Linked DNA regions of Macaca mulatta: region 1 is linked to region 2. The links are chromatin contacts, called in public Hi-C maps. All regions are on one chromosome and are shown on one strand. The core of a region is the stretch at or near the end of the contact, and the rest is flanking DNA. Distances in the headings are between cores, read along the strand shown. Region 1 holds the start of HSPA6 (heat shock protein family A (Hsp70) member 6). Region 2 holds the start of DUSP12 (dual specificity phosphatase 12).

Evidence for each region. A called contact is a pair of places that touch in the nucleus more often than the background predicts.
Region 1: a Hi-C map of fetal cortical plate shows a contact between it and region 2, with 1.8 times the contacts expected there. The contact joins the promoter of HSPA6 here to the promoter of DUSP12 in region 2. A contact is called at or near these places in 2 of 14 Hi-C or Micro-C datasets (fetal cortex germinal zone and fetal cortical plate).

What each region holds. Positions count from the first base shown.
Region 1 is chr1:105,334,284-105,341,207 of T2T-MMU8v2.0, forward strand. It overlaps HSPA6 (heat shock protein family A (Hsp70) member 6), which reads right to left and starts at 3,926. Exons shown (of 2, transcript XM_015113951.3): 1 at 1,837-3,926; 2 at 267-1,834. The coding sequence starts at 2,407. The coding sequence ends at 486. It overlaps TRNAG-GCC (transfer RNA glycine (anticodon GCC)), which reads left to right and starts at 3,089; the gene lies at 3,089-3,159.
Region 2 is chr1:105,165,307-105,172,051 of T2T-MMU8v2.0, forward strand. It overlaps DUSP12 (dual specificity phosphatase 12), which reads right to left and starts at 1,276. Exons shown (of 5, transcript XM_015114018.3): 1 at 900-1,276. The coding sequence starts at 1,243.

The sequences.
Region 1 (6,924 bases), core at 2,676-5,175, 170 kb after region 2:
CAATTCCACATCTCTCCCTCTCTTCCTGCATTGTAAGTCTCAATCCTCTCCTCTTTATCAGCCCTAACTCTTCAGTACTGTTCCAATGTGTTGATCTCAAACTCTTTTCCAAATCATGCCTTCCACTATAGAAATCATGCACATGGTCTCAGGAATATTCTTCACATTCCTCCTTCAGCACCCACCCCAACATTTTCTGCTCCTGAAAGCCTTTGTGTACTTTTGTACTTTGATTGGTTGGAATGAAAAGTGTCACACGAGCATTAATAAATTAATGACTTTTTATTTGAAGCAGAAGAGGACGAACTTCCCTCCCCACAGAAAGTCAAAAGACTTCAGTTATGAAATATTCTGGGAAGAAAGTTCTAGCTTTGGGGAGAAGACCCCCCAGCCCTTCATCTCTGAAGGGTAGGATCATAGAAGACAGTCTAGAAGGCCCATACCACAGCCCTGACATTCACAGCTGACTTACCACGAAGGACCATTCAATCAACCTCCTCAATGATGGGGCCAGTGCTGGGGTCTCCCTGACGGGCTTGAGCGCCACAACTGCTGCCCCCAGGGACACCAGGCCCTCCATAGAGCCTGGAGAAGATGGGGCGACAGATTTGCTCCAGCTCCCTCTTCTGATGCTCATACTCCTCCTTCTCTGCCAGCTGGTTGTGCTCCAGCCAGGCAAGGACTTCCTGACACTTGTCTTGCACATTGCGCCTGTCCTCTTCGGGAATCTTGTCCCTAAGGCTTTCCTCTTGCAAAAAACCTTTCACAAGGAAGACATGGGCCTCCAGCGAGTTTTTGGCAGACACTCTGTCCCTCTGGGCCTCATCCTCAGCCTTGCACTGCTCGGCTTCATGAACCATCCTCTCCACCTCCTCCTTGCTCAGCCGGCCCTTGTCATTGGTGATGGTGATCTTGTTATCCTTACCTGTGCTCCTGTCAGCAGCTGTCACGCTCAGGATGCCATTAGCATCAATGTCAAAGGTCACCTCTATCTGGGGGACTCCACGTGGGGCAGGAGGGATGCCACTGAGTTCAAAACGCCCCAGCAGGTTGTTGTCCTTGGTCATGGCCCTCTCACCCTCATACACCTGGATGAAGACCCCAGGCTGGTTGTCCGACTAGGTGGTGAAAGTCTGGGTCTGCATGGTGGGGATAGCGGCCTTCCTCTGGATCAGCGTGGTCATCACCCCACCTGCTGTCTCCAGTCCCAGAGACAGGGGAGCCACATCCAGCAGCAGAAGATCCTGTACTTTCTCACACTTGTCCCCCATCAACACGGCCGCCTGCACAGCAGCCCCATAAGCCACAGCCTCATCAGGGTTGATGCTCTTGTCGAGCTCTTTGCCGCTGAAGAAGTCCTGCAGCAACTTCTGCACCTTGGGGATGTGAGTGGAGCCCCCCACCAGGACGACGTCATGAATCTGGGCCTTGTCCAGGTTGGCATCCCGCAGGGCCTTCTCCACCGGTTCCAGGGTACTGCGGAAGAGGTCTGAGCACAGTTCCTCAAAGCGCGCACGAGTGATGGACGTGTAGAAGTCCACGCCCTCGAACAGCGAGTCTATCTCCAGGGTGGCCTGGGTGCTGGAGGACAGGGTGCGCTTGGCTGGCTCACAGGCTGTGCGCAGCCTGCGCAGGGCCCGCTTGTTCCCACTTAGGTCCTTCCCATGCTTCCGCCGGAATTCTTCCATGAAGTAGTTCACCAGCCGGTTGTCGAAGTCTTCTCCACCCAGGTGGGTATCTCCAGCAGTGGCTTTCACCTCAAAGACACCGGCGTCAATGGAGAGAACCGACACGTCGAAGGAGCCCCCACCCAGGTCAAAAATGAGCACATTGCGCCCCGCCGGTCCAGCCCATAGGCGATGGCGGCCGCCGTGGGCTCATTGATGATCCGCAGCACGTTGAGCCCCGCGATGGCCCCCGCGTCCTTGGTGGCCTGGCGCTGCGTGTCATTGAAGTAGGCGGGCACGGTGATCACCGCGTGCTTCACGGGCTGGCCCAGATAGGCCTCGGCTGTCTCCTTCATCTTGATCAGCACCATGGACGAGATCTCCTCGGGGTAGAACGTCTTGTCCTCCCCGCGGTAGGACACGCGCACCTTGGGCTTGCCGCCCTCGCTCACCACCTGGAAGGGCCAGTGCTTCATGTCCGACTGCACCGTGGTGTCCGCGAACTTGCGACCGATCAGCCGCTTGGCGTCGAACACGGTGTTGTCCGGGTTCAGGGCCACCTGGCTCTTGGCCGCGTCCCCGACCAGCCGCTGGGTGTCGGTGAAGGCCACGTAGCTGGGCGTGGTGCGGTTGCCCTGGTCGTTGGCCAGAATCTCCACGCGACCCTGCTGAAACACGCCCACGCACGAGTAGGTGGTGCCCAGGTCGATGCCCACCGCGAGCTCCCGTGGGGCCTGCATGGCTGAAGCTTCTCGTCTGATGCGCGAGGCCAGGGACGCTGCTGCAGCTCCGCCGTCAACGGGCGCTCAGCAGTGAGGCTCTCCCTGCGGTTTCTCTCCAGCCAGCCCGGCTCGGCTCTGCTCAGCTCCGCTTCCACGGGATTTTTATCCTTTTGCGCCTCCTGGGCTGACTCAGCCGGGCAGCTCGGCGGCCCGCGCGGCGCTGACCGCGGGAGAAGGCTTTGGCGGATCCGGTCATGAGATGGGGGGCGGGGCGGCTACGCCAGGCCAGCCCGCCTCTGACTCAGGGCTGCTGAAGAAACGTGGGGAAGGTTCTAGCTCCTCCCGGCTGGCTCTGAGGTTGCGCCGCTGTGGCAGAGGCTGCAAAGGCAGCAACTTTAGAGGCAAGGCCTCCCCGGGGCTGTGGGAGGTCGGATCCGCGAGGTGCACAGGGTCCTGCCCGCTGCCTTGGAGGGCCGCTGCGAGTCCAGCGGCTCAGGAAGCCCAAAAGCATGTTACCATGCGAATACAGATATATAAGAGATATATGTGTATATCTTAAAACAGTTTTATCTTGAACAAAATATTTTCCAAACCGCGATTTAAGACGGTGCCTGATTCCTTCGTGAATGGCCAGAGAGAGCGTTAAGGAATGATACTAAGCTTTAAGAAATGATCATGCAGCTCTTTTGTTCTGTAGTAGCATTGGTGGTTCAGTGGTAGAATTCTCGCCTGCCACGCGGGAGGCCCGGGTTCGATTCCCGGCCAATGCACGCTTTATTTTCTCTATTCAGTTATTTTTCTCATCTAAGGTTAATGACTCTTGAATAAATTAAACCATGTCGCCGAAGGCTTTAGGCTCCTCCAATTTTGTTCTCTCTCCTTTACCACTTTCCTCAAAGGAGAGGTGACATCGCGCTGTGGCCCTACGACTCGGGAGAGACCTCGCCGCTCAGCCCAAGAGAGAATGCAACACCTGGGAAAGGAGGACGCAGTGTATGGTCGGGATGTCCCTCATGTTCTCCCCAGCGTTTGTAACACCGAGGAGCCTCCTCTCCAGAGGCCCAGTGGAGAGGCCCAGTGTGCATTTTTCTCAGTGGCCTAAGTGGGTTCTGAGTCAGAGACCAGGACTCAGGTGGAGAGTAAACTACTACAGGCTCCAGTCCGACCTATGCCCTAAATGCTGGAGGATGAGATGGGTTCACTGGGCAGTAAAGTCACACTGGTTTCTATCAGGCTGTGACTTTGTGATTTGAGGCCATTTCCCACTTTTTTAAATCCAGAACATTCCATTCAGATCTTCTGGTGTTCGGATTTCTACTGAAAGCCAAACAAGGAGACATTTCTGAGACTTCTGAAGGTTGACAAAATCCTCACACAATTTTCCGTGACCTCCCCATCCGGGAATCGAACCCCTCTCTCATGCATGACAGGCAGACATACCACTATAGTAACAAGGGTGGCAACTGTAATGGCTGGCAGCTGGAGAGTATGTGTTATATTCTGGTGTTATAATTTAGCAGTGTATTAGAGAAACTTAAAAGTTGGCTTTTGGCCGGGCGCGGTGGCTCAAGCCTGTAATCCCAGCACTTTGGGAGGCCGAGACGGGCGGATCACGAGGTCAGGAGATCGAGACCATCCTGGCTAACACGGTGAAACCCCGTCTCTAATAAAAAATACAAAAAAAAACTAGCCGGGCGAGGTGGCAGGTGCCTGTAGTCCCAGCTACTCGGGAGGCTGAGGCAGGAGAATGGCGTGAACCCGGGAGGCGGAGCTTGCAGTGAGCCGAGATCTGGCCATTGCACTCCAGCCTGGGTGACACAGCAAGACTCCGTCTCAAAAAAAAAAAAAAAAAAAGTTGGCTTTTATTTAATGTTACTTGCCTGATTCAAAGGAAACTTCCATTTGTAAAAAGACAAACTAAAAGCCCTTCCTCCATAGGTGGCTATTTTCTCCTTTGACAGGTTAGAACCCACTAGGAAGTTCGAGAGACCTTTTAAGAGGGAGGCAGGAGTCCAGAAGTAGAGGTCAGTACTGTTCCTGGGCTGAGTTTTTTGGTCAGTCCTCTCTCGGAGAGCACCAGTGACAGCTGGTAGAATTTGCTGCTTGAGAGATCAGCTGTACTGGTAAGGTGATCAGTCCAGGGAAAAAAAAGGAATGTTTAAAGAACTGGGCAATATATGACTTCCACAGTGGAAAATCAAACTGTCGTCGAAAAGAAGTAACCTATGTCATAACTCCAGGAGGGAAATAAGCTGTCGGCTTTAAATTCACTCACTCTCAGTGTCTAAGCTGGTCACAGCTGGATGCCAGAGTCAAGACATTTGCTGACGGCCTGCAAGAGACGTGTCTTCACCTCAGCAGGGAAAAGCTGGCCCAGCCAGGGGGTCTGTGCACTGGCTTGTTAAGGGATTCTCTTGTGTGGACTCTTCCAACCTTCTCTTCCAGCCCCTAGCCACCTCAAAACCCCACTTACCCACTCACCTCCAAGAGTTACAGGTATGGCCCTAACGCAGCCTATGAATGTTACCACAGCATCACACAGGCATGCTTCCAATGTCACTCACTTCTTTTTAATTGATCTCTTCAGAGTGGTTCAAACATAGCACAGGGGAGCTTATGCATGCAGTACAGTTTTGGTTTTGTTTGCTTGTTTTTTGTAAAAGAGTCACTGCAGGGTTGTTGGGGTTTTTTTCATTTTAGTTTTTTTTTTTTTTTTTCTGGTTCCTGCTCTGTTCCCCAGGCTGGAGTACAGTGATGCAATCCCAGCTCACTGCAGCCTTGAACTCCTAGCCTCAATCAATCCCGCCTCCACCTTCCACGGCTCTGGGATTACAGGCATGAGCCACCACAGTTGGCCTAGTACAAATTTTATACATACACTTAAATATATCCACTTATGTTTAGTAGCTTAGTTTGAGTAGCTTTAAAAATAGAACTGACCTTAAAGTAATAACTTAAATAGACATTGTAAAGTGGTACAATGCTCACGACTCAATATTGAGTACAAAAAAAAAGCAAGTTGTATGTATTAGCCCATTCTCACACTGCTAATAAAGACATGCCTGAGACTGGGCAATTTACAAAAGAAAGGTTTAACGGACTTATAGTTCCACGTGGCTGGGGAGGCCTCACAATCATGGCAAAAGATGAAAGTCACGTCTCACATGGTGGCAGACAAGAGAGAGCTTGTGTGGGGAAACTCCCCTTTTTAAAACCATCAGATCTCGTGAGACTTACTATCACAAGAAAAGCATGGGAAAGATCTGCCCCATGATTCAGTTACCTTCCACTGGGTCCCTCCCATGTGTTGTGGGAATTCAAGATGATATTTGGGTAGGGACACAGCCAAACCACTTCACTATAGAACAAAATTTATAGTATAATCCAAACTGTATATATATAAAGGTCAGTGACATCCACTACCTGTTTGCCCTTGAACAAGTCATTTCACCTGTCTGGGCCACAGCTTCCTCTATTTTAAAAGTCCCTGATTTCAGTTTAAAAGTCCCTGATTTCAAATGTCAAAGAATTTACTCATTCCACATATATTTATTAAGTGCTTTACCATGCACCAGATACTGACCTGGGCTCTGAGTATGTGACAGTGAACAAAACAGACAAAGGCTTCTCCTGGAGCTCACATTCTAATGAGAGGAGTGGGGAAGTCAGACACAAAACAAACAGTAAACATATATTAATAGCACATCAGTAGTAATAAGTACAATGGAGAAAAATGAAGAAGGAAAGGGACATTAAGAGGATGGGAGGGCAGATGGGTTATACTGAATGATCAAGGAGACCTCACTGATAAGGTGACATGTGAGTAAAGACCTAAAGGACATAATGAGGCATAATGTGGGTCTATAAGAACATTCCAGGAACAGGAAATAACATAGGCTCTGGGCAGAAGTATAACTGGCATGTTCAAGGAAGAGCAAGAGTGACCAAAGACAAGCAAGGAAAAGCAGTAGGAGATGAGGTCAGAGAGAATGAAGAGCAGGATCCTGTAGCATCTTGTAGAGCATTGCAAAGGCTCTAGCCTTTACTCCAAGCGCAAGGGGAAGATGGTATATGATTTTGAGAAAAGAAGTGACAAATATGACACACATTTTTAAAAGATCACAACAGCTGTTGTGGTGAGAATAGATTATAGGATGGCAAGGGTGAGTGCAGGGAGGCCCGTCAGGAGGCTATTGTAGTAATCCAAGTGAGAAATAATGGTGGCTTGGATCAGGTGGTAGGAGTAGAATACTGAGAAGCAGTCAAATCGCTGGGTGCATTTTAATGTAAAAGCAAGATTTAATAAGGTTTTGTATATTTGAGGAGCCTCTGTCTAGGGTGATATGGTTTGGCTGTGTCTCCACCCAAAATCTCGTCTTGTCATCCCCATAATCCCCATGTGTCGAAGGTGGGACCAGGTGGAGGTAACTGGATCATGGGGGCAGTTTCCCCCATGCTGTTCTCATAATAGTGAGTGAGTCGCACGAGAGCTTATGGTTTTATAAGCGTCTGGCACCTTCCCTGCTTGAACTCAC
Region 2 (6,745 bases), core at 26-2,525:
TCACTATCTTCTGTCTTTTATGTGCTCAATAAATTTAAACTATTGTTATTATACTCCAATCCAACCAAGAACTGCTTAGGGATTCCCATTTTCTTTTCTTTTCTTTTTTTTTTTTTTTTTTTTTTTTTGAGATGGAGTCTTGCTCTGTTGCCCAGGCTGGAGTGCTGTGGCACAACCTCGGCTCCCTGCAACCTCTGCCTCCCAGGTTCAAAGTGATTCTCCTGCCTCAGCCTCCCGAGTAGCTGAGACTACAGACGAGCGCCACCACGCCCGGCTAATTTTTGTATTTTTGTTAGAGACGTGGTTTCACCATATTGGCCAGGCTGGTCTGGAACTCCTGACCTCGTGATCCGCCTGCCTCCCAAAGTGCTGGGACTACAGGCGTGAGCCACCGCGCCCTGCCGGGATTCCCATTTTCTTTTTGTCTTTGCTGCAACTATCTCCTCCCTAGGTAAAGCCCAGGGATCCTTTAGATCCAAACCAATTCTCCTCTTCATCAACCACCCCCTACCCATCCCAAACAAAAACATTGAACCCTAAATCTTTGTAAATCCTGTTTACAAGACACCAAGCAACCTAATCTGCATTACAATCATCGGTGGGTGTCTAGCTTCTCCAACAGAGCCGTAAACTCCTTGGGGCGTAGGTAATTTGTCATTTATCGGATGACACCTCCCCCGCCCTCTGTTGCAGCAGGAAGAACCAACTAAAGCATGAATGAATGAAAGCCTGCACACACCAGGGGCCCGCCTCCAGCCTCCTCCTCTCTTGGATACACGCCTCCTGCGGGAGGTAGCTGGAGGAGGTTCACGCGGCATGACCGCGCTCTCGTCCTCCCGAGGGCCTCGGAAGGAAAGGGGTGCTTGGCGGGGCACGTCGCCACTGACCCGGCCACTCACCAGTGCACCAACACCGTACGGCCCTCAGCGCGGGCCTGACCGATGAAGGCCACGCACCGGTCCAGATGGCTGAGCAGATCGGTCTCGGGTTTGTCCAGCGCTGGCACGAAGAGGCGCCACAGATCCTCGACCCCAGGCCCCGCCTTGAAGCTGGGCTCCTCCGAGTCCACCGTTAGCACGGCCGTGATGCCCGCTTCCCTCAAGTGGTCTGGCTCCGCGACGGCCGCGACCCCACTGAGATACAGTCCTGGCTGCACTTCCAGCATCTGCCCGGCGCAGGTGGCTCTGCTGGCACCGGGGTTGCAGGGCTCGCAGCCATGACTCGGGCCCGGAGCCTCCAACATGGCCGCGCCCAGACACCAGGCGGCTCCTGCCCTACCATCGAGTAGGCTCCGGCTAGAACATCCTTCCCCTGGGACTCGCCAGCCTCAGCGGCTCAGCTGCTCCCTTGGAGGACAACGTTGGCCGCAGGAAAATGGACTTATCGCTAAGGGGCGGAGCTTCGGCCCCATTCAGCGCGGCGTTTCGTGCCCTGTTCCCTCTGACCCCCACCCCAAAGTTGATGGTAAAGGATAAGCTTCCCCAAATACAGGGTTTCTCTGGCTTTTAATATTGAAATTTTCAGGAGAGAGACATCAGGAGCAGCTGAACTCAAATGTGAAATAAAGGTCGCACCGGCTGAATCAGAAGCGTCATTTTATGCATTTGAAGTACAATTATTTTCAGTATTATAAAGCCATCTGTACTTTGCATCTTATGATTATTTTTCCTTTTTCTGCCCAATTTCATTATTGGTGTGTGAATCCTTGTTGATGTTTACTGTCTATTTATTTTGAAGATGTTAATCCTATATTTTTGTAAGTCAATGTCCTCCAGCCAGGACTACCCGAAACCAACTTTAATTAAGCAAGTTGGTTTTATTACTCAGTCATGAGCTATGGAGAGTTTCAGGGCATCTCAGCACGAGGATGTTAGGAAGATCCTATACAGATTTTGGGCTTTTATCTGGGGATTTTTGGAAAGGGTTTAAGGAAGCCGGCTTTGCTCCAGATTGAATGCTGCAGGAAGATACTCAGTACTATGAGTATCTTTTATTTATCTCTTGTATAGGGAGGACTATTGGGGGAAATTCAGCCCCCAATATTTCACGTAGGTTCTTTTCTATTTTCCCTAAGTGTCAGCTGGTCTGAGAAATAAAGGGAAAGAGTACAAAAGAGAGAAATTTTAAAGCTCGGTGTCTAGGGGAGACATCACATGTCAGCAGGTTCCATCATGCCCCCTGAGCCACAAAACCAGCAAGTTTTTATTAGCAATTTTCAAAAGAGAGGGAGTGCACAAATCGAGTGTGGGTCACAGAGATCACACGCTTCAAGGGCGACAAAAGATCACAAGGCAGGAGGTCAGGGCGAGATCACAAAGTCAGAGTGAAACTAGAATCACTAATGAACTTCCATGTCCAGCTGTGCACACATTGTCATGGATAAACAAGGTTCAAGAGCAGAGAACTGGTCTGACTAGAATTTGCCAGGCTGGAATTTCCTAATCCTAGCAAGCCTGGGGGCACTGCAGAAGACTAGGGCGTGTTTCATCCCTATCTACATCTGCATAAGACAGACACCCCCAGAGCAGCCATTTTAGAGGCCTCCTCTGGGAATGCATTCTTTTCCCAGGGCTGTTAATTATTAATATTCCTTACTAGGGAAATAATTCAGTGATATTTATCTTGCCCGTTTTCAGTAATGAGAGAAATATGGCTCTGTCCTGCCTGCCCACTGGCAGCCAGACTTTAAGGTTATCTCCCTTGTTCTCTGAAAATCGCTGTTATCCTGTTCTTAAGGTGCCAGATTTCATATTGTTCAAATACACATGCTCGACAAACAATTTGTGCAGTTAACGCAATTATCACAGGGTCCTGAGGTGACAGTCATCCTCAGCTTACAAAGATGACGGGATTAAGAGATTAAAATAAAGACAGGCATAGGAAATCACAAGAGTACTGATTGGGGAAGGGATAAATGTCCATGAAATCTTCACAATTTATGTTCAGAGATTGCAGTAAAGACAGGTGTAAGAAATTATAAAAGTATTAATTTGGGGAACTAATAAATGTCCATGAAATCTTCACAATTTATGTTCTTCTGCCATGGCTTCAACTGGTCCATCCATTCAGGGTCCCTGACTTCCCACAACAGAGGACAGGCGAGAGAGATACTAAAGTTGTAATTGGTCAAGACGTAGAAGTTATAATGCTGGTATAAAGATAGATACATCGATCTGTTTCTGTTCTAGAACAGAACAAACCCTTGCATGTGGAGTCCTAATTAGGGAAAAGGAGTCAGGCTGGCTGGACGAAGGGAAGCAAAAGGAGAAAGCAGATAAGCCACAAGTCTGCCTTTCTTCATGGTCCAGGACACACAGCCCTGCTGTGCAAATAACTCAAAATCTGCCTGAGCCCAGCCATCACCAGACCCCTAGCTGATAGAAAAATGGAAGTTAGTTCACTGCAACCTTGACATTATTAGTACTGCACAAAGCCCTCTTCTGCACACAACATAAGCACCATTCTACAAAATCCCCAGCAAGCCTTTGTTTTCTAGCAGTCAACTTCTCTCTTGCTGACCTGCCTGTTGTACCCTTGCAATGTATTTTCATACTTTCTCTAATAAACCTGTCTTTCTTTACCTACAACTGTGTTGGTAAATTCTTCCTACCACCTGTGTCACCAGCCCAGAAAGTTGTTGATCACCTGCCACATTGCATATATGTTAGAATAATCTTCAAAAAGAGTGTCAAGACCACACAATGGAAAAAGGACAATCTCCTCAACAGTGTTGGCAAAAACTAGATATCCACATGCAAAAGAATGAAGGTGGACCCTTACCTTGGACCATATACAAAAAATAACTCCAAATAGATTAAGGACCTAAAAATATAACATTCTTAGTAGAAAACATATGGGGAAAGCTTCATGGCCTTGGATTTGAAAAAAAATTTAAAACAGGTAAGGGTCAATGGTCTCATTGTCTAACGTGTTATCCGAACTTGTTGTCTCATGACTGAGAAAATTAAGGAGCGTGGGCACAAAGAGTGAGGTTGAAGCAAAAGTTTAATAAGCAAAAGAAGAAAGCTCTCCACAGCAGAGAGGGGAGCCCAAGTGGGGTGCCATTTTTACAGTTGAATTCAAAACATGTTATAAGAAACTCCTCTCATCTCTATAGCTGTTTGAGTAACTTCTCTTATGAATAAAGCTGTCTGTGCAACTTCCCTTATCTTCTACAGATGTGGGTATGTCTCTAGGCAAGCACAAAGCATGGCTTCTCTTATTTGTATCACTGTGGGTTTGTTTTAGGTAAGGCCGCGTCCTTCTTGTGCAAGTTCCCACAGAGTCCACTATGTATATGCCTGAAAAGGGGAGGAAAGTTTTTCCTGGGAGCTGGCCAATTACATGAAGAATGAAAGGCATCCATGCTGGACCCTGCCTGCTTATCTATGCAGGTACAGCCTGAGTTTTGCCTAAGCTGCTCTATTTTGCTTGTAGCTGTGGTTTTTCAGGCAGGCTGCTTCTCCAAGGGCTGGCCTTAGCTGTCTACCTAACTGATTGTTCCTTTCCTTCTCCCTCAATTTCTTGGATAAAATACCAAAATCACAGGCAACAAAAGTGAAAATAGACAAATGGTACTATATCAAACTTTAAAATGTCAGCATATCAAGAGAAACAGTCAATAGAGTGAAAAGGCAGTGTATGGAATGGGAAAAAATAATTGCAAAGCATATATCTGACAGGTTAATATGCAGAACATATAAAAAAAACTCCTACAACTTGACGACAGAAAAACAAGTAACCCAATTTTCAAAAAACTGGGCAAACAAGCTGAATAGACATTTTTCCAAAGAGGATATACAAGAGGCCAAAAAGCATAGGAAAAAGATGCTCAAGTTGCTAATCATTAGAGAAATGCAAATCAAAACTATAATGATATATCATCTTATACCCATTAGGATGGCTGGTATTTTTTTTTCAAGCACAGAAAATAAGTGTTGGCAAGGATGTGGAAAAATTGGAACCATTGTGCATTACTGAAGGGAATGTAAAATGGTGCAACCACTAGGGAAAACATTATGGAGTTTCCTCAAAAGATTAAAAATAGAATGACCACATGATCCAGCTTCTAGGTTACATAGCCAAAAGAATTGAAAGTGTGATCTCAAAGATATTTGCACACCCATATTTATGGCAACATTATTCATAATAGCAAAAAGGTAAAAGTAACCCAAGTGTCCATCATGGATTAATGGATAAAGAAAATGTGGTAGGGGCCTGCCACAGTGGCTCATGCCTGTAATCCCAGCACTTTGGGAGGCCAAGGCAGGTGGATCATCTGAGGCCAGGAATTCAAGACCAGCTTGGCCAACATGGCGAAACCCTATCTCTACTAAAAATATAAAAATCAGCTGGGCGTGGTGGTGGGCACCTGTAATCCTAGGTACTCGGGAGGCTGAGGCAGGAGACTCGCTTGAACCAGGGAGATGGAGGTTGCAGTGAGCCAAGATCGTGCCACTGCACTCCAGCCCAGGGGATAGAGCAAGACTCTGTCTCCAAAAAAGAAAGAAAGAAAGAAAGAAAGAAAGAAAGAAAGAAAGAAAGAAAGAAAGAAAGAAAGAAAGAAAGAAAGAAAGAAAGGAAGGAAGGAAGGAAGGAAGGAAGGAAGGAAGGAAGGAAGGAAGGAAGGAAGGAAGGAAGGAAGGAAGGAAGGATATGGTATATACACATGATGAACTATTATTCAGCCATAAAAAAGAGGGAAATTCTGTCACATGCTACAACACAGATTATCTTTGAGGTCAGGTGCAGTGGCTCAAGCCTGTAATCCCAGCACTTTGTGGGGCTGAGGCTGGCAGATGACCTGAGGTCAGGAGTTTGAGACCAGCCTTGCCAACATGGCAAAAACCTGTCTCTACAAAAAAAAAAAAAAGAAAAAGAAAAAAAAAAGGCCAGACATGGTGGCTCACACCTGTAATCCCAGCACTTTGGGAGGCCGAGGCAGGTGGATCACCTGAGGTCCGGAGTTCAAGACCAACCTGGCCAACATGGTGCAACCCCATGTCTACTAAAAATACAAAAATTAGCCAGGCATGGTGGCGGGTGCCTGTAATCACAGCTACTTGGGAGGGTGAAGCAGGAGAATTGCTTGAACCAGCTTGAACTCATGCCACTGCACTCTAGCCTGGGCAACAGACTGAGACTCTGTCTCAAAAAAACAGAAACAAAAACAAAAAAATTAGCTGGGCATGGTGGTGCATGCCTATAATCCAGCTACTCAGGAGGCTGAGGCAGGAGAATCCCTTGAACCCGGGAGGTGGAGGTTGCGGTGAGCCAAGATCGCATCACTGCACTCCATCCTGGGTGACAGAGTGAGATTCCATCTCAACAACAATAAAAACTTTGAGGACATTATGCTAAGTAAAATAAGGTACAAGTGTAGATGCTGAGGATATAAAAATGTGTGACAGTCTTTGCTCTCAAGGAACTTGGTGAAATGCTGGAGTGAAAGTAAGTAAATAGCCTAATTAGTGTTATAGTAGAGGCAAGGACAGTGTACTAAGGGAGCACATGGAGGCATCCAATCCTAATGGAAGGGGGGTAATTAGGAATGGCCTCCCAGAAGAGGTGATGCTTGATCTGCATCTTGAAGGATGAGTGGGAATTTGTCAGGGAAAAAGGAGGGAGATGAGGAAAGAAGTTCTAAGTTGAAGGACCAACATCTTCAAAGGCGCAAAGGCCAGAAAGTCCCATCGAAGTGTAAATGTGTAAAAGGGAGAAAGAAGGATGATGCAGATGGTGTTCA